Regions from separate parts of the Xenopus laevis genome. Here region 1 is linked to region 2. A link is a contact called in public Hi-C data. All regions are on one chromosome and are shown on one strand. The core of a region is the stretch at or near the end of the contact, and the rest is flanking DNA. Distances in the headings are between cores, read along the strand shown.

Region 1 (2,838 bases), core at 139-2,638, 68 kb after region 2:
TTATAGTCCTCAGTGTCACGAGAATTTTTTTTCTTTTTCCTAATTCTAATATCTTTATTTTAATCAACTCATTCTTTATATTTTTATTAAGTGTGCTGAAGTTACTTTCTTCTTTCTTATTTTATAAATGTTTTTTTGCTTCTTCTACTTGTATATTAGCTTTTTACTGTTTTCATCTATCATCAGTTGCATGAGCCTAAAAGAAAGTCAGAAAGAATGGAATTCCATTTCTCAATGAACTCTTGACCAGCACTTCAAGTTAAATTGCTCCCCGGGATTTTTATTAATCTTAAACCCCTGGGGATCATTTTTGCTTTTAAGATATTTTCTAAACTTAGATCTCCCATCTCAGTCTCATCTGTTGTATGACGACTTTCGTATATATTTTAAACTAAGTACCTAATGATTGAATTTCATTTTCTGAAACACAGTAATTTTCTGATATATTTTCAAATACCTCGCTGATATCCGACTCCCATTCTGAGTTTCTTAAGCTAAAAGCCATATTGAACCAAATAAAAAAAACACTCGTTAATAGTTCTGAAATCTCAAATCGAATGCAAATCTTGTTTCTTTATAAATTTGTAAATTTATCGTGATGCTGCTGAACCAGAAACAAGAATAAAGAATGAGCTCTATTATATTAATTAAATGTTGGCAGCGCACACATCTATTTTATATATGAACTTTACATTACCCAAATCCTTGTAGGTGGTGTCTGAGATAAAGATTAATTAATTGGAAATTGATAAAAAAAGTATCTCTTTTATCGCATTCAGTAAATTACTTCACAATAATAATTTATTAATTATTTTTAAGGATTTCATTTGAGATTTCCAATACATATAGAAAAACACAATAAACATTTCATATATTTCTCAATAATCATTTCGTATATATAAATCAATTTCATATATTATTTTTATAAAAAAAAAGTTGATGTGAAATCATTAGTCAGTAATAAGTTAAGTGATTGGCCTCAATCATCTTTTGCTGCCAGTGCCCCATGAACTATAGCAGGGTGACTGTTACCCCAATATTTCTATAAATCTGTTGTTATGAGCTAAGGGGGCAGCGATTGAGGGTCATTTAGGGGGTGATTTGGGGTGCGTGCTTATTTGTACCGTGGGTAGGTACTAGTGATGGGGGGGTCAGGGTTTTCCTGACCTGCACCTGACCCTAACCCGCCCTGCTGCAGCCCGCGCCCACCCGCGCTTCCGGGGTCCTTTTATAGACCCGCCTCGCCACTGACGTCACAAAAGGGACAAGACGAGCAGACGCAAGACTATAGACCCGGAAGTCAGATGCCGGCATTTGAAGGTGGGGAGAGCAGGAGAAGAGCTCAACCCGCACCCACCCAGCACCCGTGAGGAGCAGTGCGAGGTCGACCCGAAACCGCGTGTCCCACGGGTATCGGGTCTGCCCGCACATCACTATTGGGTACCCCTCGAACTGTAGGAGGGTGACTGTTACCCCAATGTTTCTATATATCTGTAACCTTATTATGAGCTAAGGGGGGCCTAGCCTAAAGGCCAGTTAGGTGGAGATTTGGGGTGAGTGCTTATTTGTGCCCTGGGTACCCATGGAACTATAGCAGGGTGACTGTTACCCCAGTTTTTCTATATATATGTAACCTTTTTATGAGCTAAGGGGGCCCAGCCTGAAGGCCAGTTTGGGGGACATTTGGGGTGAGTGCTCATTTGCTGTATTTTTTAAATATTGCTTGTTACTGGGTAAATGTTAAAGAGAAACAAGGAATGTGTGGGTATCCGCGAGTGATGATATATTTGGGGTATATAGGAGCAGAACCTGCCGTTAGAAATCACAGGGCCCTGTACACCAAAATGTTGGGGCCCCCTGGCTTTTTTTTTTTTTTTAAAAAAGCATTGGTGCCAGGGCCCCCCTTACAAATTAAACAAATTGAGGCCCCAATGAAAATTTTTTTAAAAAAAACATTGGCGCCAGGGCCCCCCTTTCAAGTTAAAAAAAAATTGGGCCCCAAAGAATATTTTTTTAAAAGCCATTGGCGCCAGGGCCCCCCTTACAAGTTAAAAAAAATTGGGGTCCCAAAGAATATTTTTTTTTTAAAAAAAACATTGGTGGCAGGGGCCTATAGAGTATTAAAATAATATATTGGTGGCCAGGGGATCAAAATAAATAAAAAAACACAGACATTGGTGTTCAGAGATATTGAACTCGAGGCTTCAGGACTTCAACTGCTCCTCCTTTCGTGACTTTGGGTCTTTTCGCCTCATCAGGACTTCAATTTCAGTTGTTTTCGTGACTTCGGTTCTTTTGACTGTTTTTTGTAAATTTGGGTCTTTTCGTGGCTTTGGGACTTCGGCTATTTTCGTGGCTTTGGGTCCTTTCGCCGCTTTGGGACTTTTTCGCCACTTCCGCATTTTGGCTGTTCGGGACTTCGGAAGAAGGCGGCACAACTTCGGTGCTGTCAAGGAGGGCCCGGCTCTTTCGAAAAGTTCAGCACTGCCGGGCCCCCCTTCACTCCCGGGCCCAGTACACTTGTACCCCCTATGCCTCCCTGATGGCGGCCCTGTATAGGAGCCTATGCTTGTGGCTTTACTCAAATCACATACGGAGATGCCATATACTTCTATGCATATAGTCTAAATTGCTGCTGCACACTGACAAAGTGATTCAAGTTTTAGTTGTGCAATTTTATTGGCTCAAACAAAGTAGACAAGGCAATGTTTTGGACCTCATAGGGCCCTTTTTCAATGCTTGATAAAGGGCCCTGTGAAGTCTGAAACTTTGCCTTGTCTACTTTGTTTGAGCCAATTAAATTGCACAACTAAAAAGTTTAAACACTTTGATAGTGTG
Region 2 (3,128 bases), core at 554-3,053:
AAATAAAATACCTTCTGGGCTCATTCTACAGACTAGGGCAGAGGTGTCCAAACTTTTTGCAACGAGGGCCAGATTTGGTGAGGTGAAAATGTGTGGGGGGCCGACCATTCAGCCTGACATTCTTTGAACCATCATTTAACTCATTTAAACAAGGAATCGCCTAGCTGTAGCAGTAATATTTGGGCACATTAGTGAAATGATCTGCCTCTTGGTCTATACTGCTGCCTGTGTGCTGAAGGTGTTAGCAATAGACATGAACTGGCACATAGGGACGTGCTGCTCTCGCATACTTCTTTAGTTTACTGAACTGGCATGTCAGTCTGACACCTTCAGCCCTAAAGAAGTATGTGAAGTGGTGCATCAATATGTGCCAGTACGGGTCTATTGCCAACACCTTCAGCACACAGGCAGCAGTATAGACCAAGTAGCAGATCATTTCACTAATGTGCCCAAATATTACGGCTAGGCGATTCATTATCACTCTGTGCTGGCGGGCCGCATTATTCATTTCATGATGGAGGCTGAGGCCTGGTGTAAATTTGAAGACGGGCCGCATTTGGCCCCTGGGCCACACTTTGGACATGCCTGGAATAGGGCACCAACTCGTGTTGGGGAGGAACACAAGCATGACAAATGTTTCTGTGGAGCCAAATCAGGGCTGTGAGTGACAACTGGTAGCCCCTATGTGGACTGGCCACTACAGGAGGCAGTTAGGCATTAAAGGAGACATATAGGATCAGTGGCTTAACTAGATATTACTGGGCCCCACAGCAAATTATTTTTCAGGCCCCCAAAATTGAAAGGGATTGCAAGGGGCTAATGTATTTTCCTGCCTGAACACTTGATTGCACAAGTATGCTTCTTATCACATACACACCAGCTGTAGACTGTGTAAACGTACTATAGCCACTCAGGTGTTCAAACATTACCAAATATAGGGTAATCACATTGTGTATGACATCACAATGGAATCTCTTTGTTTACTATGCTATATGTTGTAGTACTACCCATAATAAACTGAACTTGTTTTGCAACACACAAGCCTACAGTGTCGTTCATTGCAAGTTCCCTGATCAGCAAGCCTGGAGATATGATATCAGATGATTTACCGTTGCATCAATTATAAGACGAGCCAGCTCGCAGCTGCAAGGACAGTGCAGGGATAGCACAGTGGAGGTTCAGGGGCCCTTACAAAAATGTCTAGAGGTGGACCTGTATTGACCAATATATATTGAAATTGTATATGAATTAGGGCCTTATGGGGCCCCTATACCTACTGGGCCCCCCTCAACTGCTGGGTCAGCTGTAGTTACGCCCCTGTATAGGATACATGAAAAAACCCTAATTTTGCAGGCAATTATGAGTAATATATGATGTTGCTTTTACATGGTGCTAAAATTATCTTTAATAAATCGCCCCTTTATTGGAGCTCCCTATAGATGTTCTCTGGTCCCTGTTGTGTTTCAAATGAGGGGTGGGCGTGTCCTAACAGTCCCTGCCAGAAGCACAGTAGGAGGGGGATAGCCAATCACAGCCTTGCAGTCACACCAGCAAAGACAGGCTTCAGTTCCCTATCAGGTCCTGCTAGCTGCTGATTGGTTCCTGTCCTACAGAGCAGTGAGCAGAGAGCCACCGCTCCCCTGCACAGCCTGGGAATTCAGGGAGCAGATAGTGGAAGGGAGGGCCTAGTAGGGTTTTTGCTGAAATATTCAATAAATCAGCCTGAAACACTACTTTTATTAGCACAATTGTTCTATATCTAAATGAGTATAATGCAGTGGTACATTCTTATTTTTTACTCAAAATGTCTTTAAGCCTGGGTTTTATACAGCCAAAACTTGCACCTGCCAAGTACTTTCTGGTAATATTACTCAGAGGGAAGAGAGTGGGAATCAGCAGGGGTAGAAGCGACATAGGGCAAGGAGGGGTAGAACTGACAAGAGAGCATGAGGAATAGAAGCGACAATAAAGACAACAGATTTGCGCAGAAAGGTCAGTCAATTACTCAGGGGTCACAGGAGGATTAAACTTAAGTGTCCGGTTCTGATCCAGCTCATTATGTGAGGGAAGAGCCGACAGACCAGTCTGGGGACATTGGGAGCAGTCAGTAGAGAGAGATTTGTACTAGGGAGAGATTTAGGTGAGATATAATGGGGGTACAACGGAGAGGTAGAGAAAGAGAAGACCGATACAATGAGGAGGAAAAGTGAGCGAATGATTTGTCTCCTCAAACTTTCTCTCACGCCACAAACTGTGAGACTTTGTTCCCCATTCACGTACCCGCGCCTCCCTCACACACAATCACGTGTCCGCGCCACCATCCCCAGTCGGAGAGCAGATACGTGCCCGCGCTCCATTCTCCCCGGCGGGACGGGAAGCTTTTGTGCACGCGCAGAGAGGGACAGACACAAAGTGAGAGCGGCTTGGGGCTGCTGGTGGCAGCGCTCTTCCCGGTGTCCGGTGAAAATGGCGGAGGCTGCGGCGGAGGGCTGTTTACCCGCGGGCTGGTCGTACGGAGTGTGCCGGGACGGCCGCGTCTTCTTTGTAGAGTAAGTTGGGGGCAGCAGGTGCCACGGCGGGAGGGGGGCCTCAATAACTTCTGCCCAACTATCAGTTCCCAGTCCCGGACTCACCCGATTCTCTCTGTCTCTCCCGCAGCGACCGGGGCCGCAGCACCAGTTGGTTACACCCCCGCACCTGCGAACCCGTCAACTCCGGACACATGATCCGCTCAGGTATCGACCCCCCCCCCTTCTATTTATACCCCTCCCTCTCCTGGTCACATGATTCCCTCACTACTGACCCCCACCCTACCCTCCTGTCTCAGCCTTTACAGTGCAAAACTTGCACTTACTCACGTCACGCCGCGTCACTAAGCACCCATTACACCTGATGACATCACTAAGCACCCATTAGATCTGATGACATCACTAAGCACCCATTAAATATGATGACAACACTAAGCACCTATTCGATCTGATGACATAACTAAGTACCCGTTACAACTGATGACATCACTAAGCACCCATTACATACCTCCCAACATTTTGGAAGTAAAAAGAGGGACAAAAATTTTTTTTACGCATGTAGCGCAGCAATTTTTTGACCACACCCCTTTCTGTGGCCAC

The links. A called contact is a pair of places that touch in the nucleus more often than the background predicts.
Region 1: a contact with region 2 is called in a Hi-C map of the XTC cell line, with 2.1 times the contacts expected there. The contact joins the enhancer-like site here to the promoter of plekha7.S in region 2. A contact is called at or near these places in 3 of 4 Hi-C or Micro-C datasets (the XL177 cell line, the XTC cell line and animal cap).

What each region holds. Positions count from the first base shown.
Region 1 is chr4S:22,900,898-22,903,735 of Xenopus_laevis_v10.1, forward strand. All of the region lies in intron 8 of plekha7.S (pleckstrin homology domain-containing family A member 7), which reads left to right. Among protein-coding and RNA genes, the nearest start is that of plekha7.S, 68 kb to the left of the region's middle. Within about 2 kb of position 1,389, at least 1 of the 7 cell types and tissues checked has an H3K27ac peak or open chromatin away from gene starts, as enhancers often do.
Region 2 is chr4S:22,832,905-22,836,032 of Xenopus_laevis_v10.1, forward strand. It overlaps plekha7.S (pleckstrin homology domain-containing family A member 7), which reads left to right and starts at 1,804. Exons shown (of 28, transcript XM_041561048.1): 1 at 1,804-2,549; 2 at 2,659-2,735. The coding sequence starts at 2,194.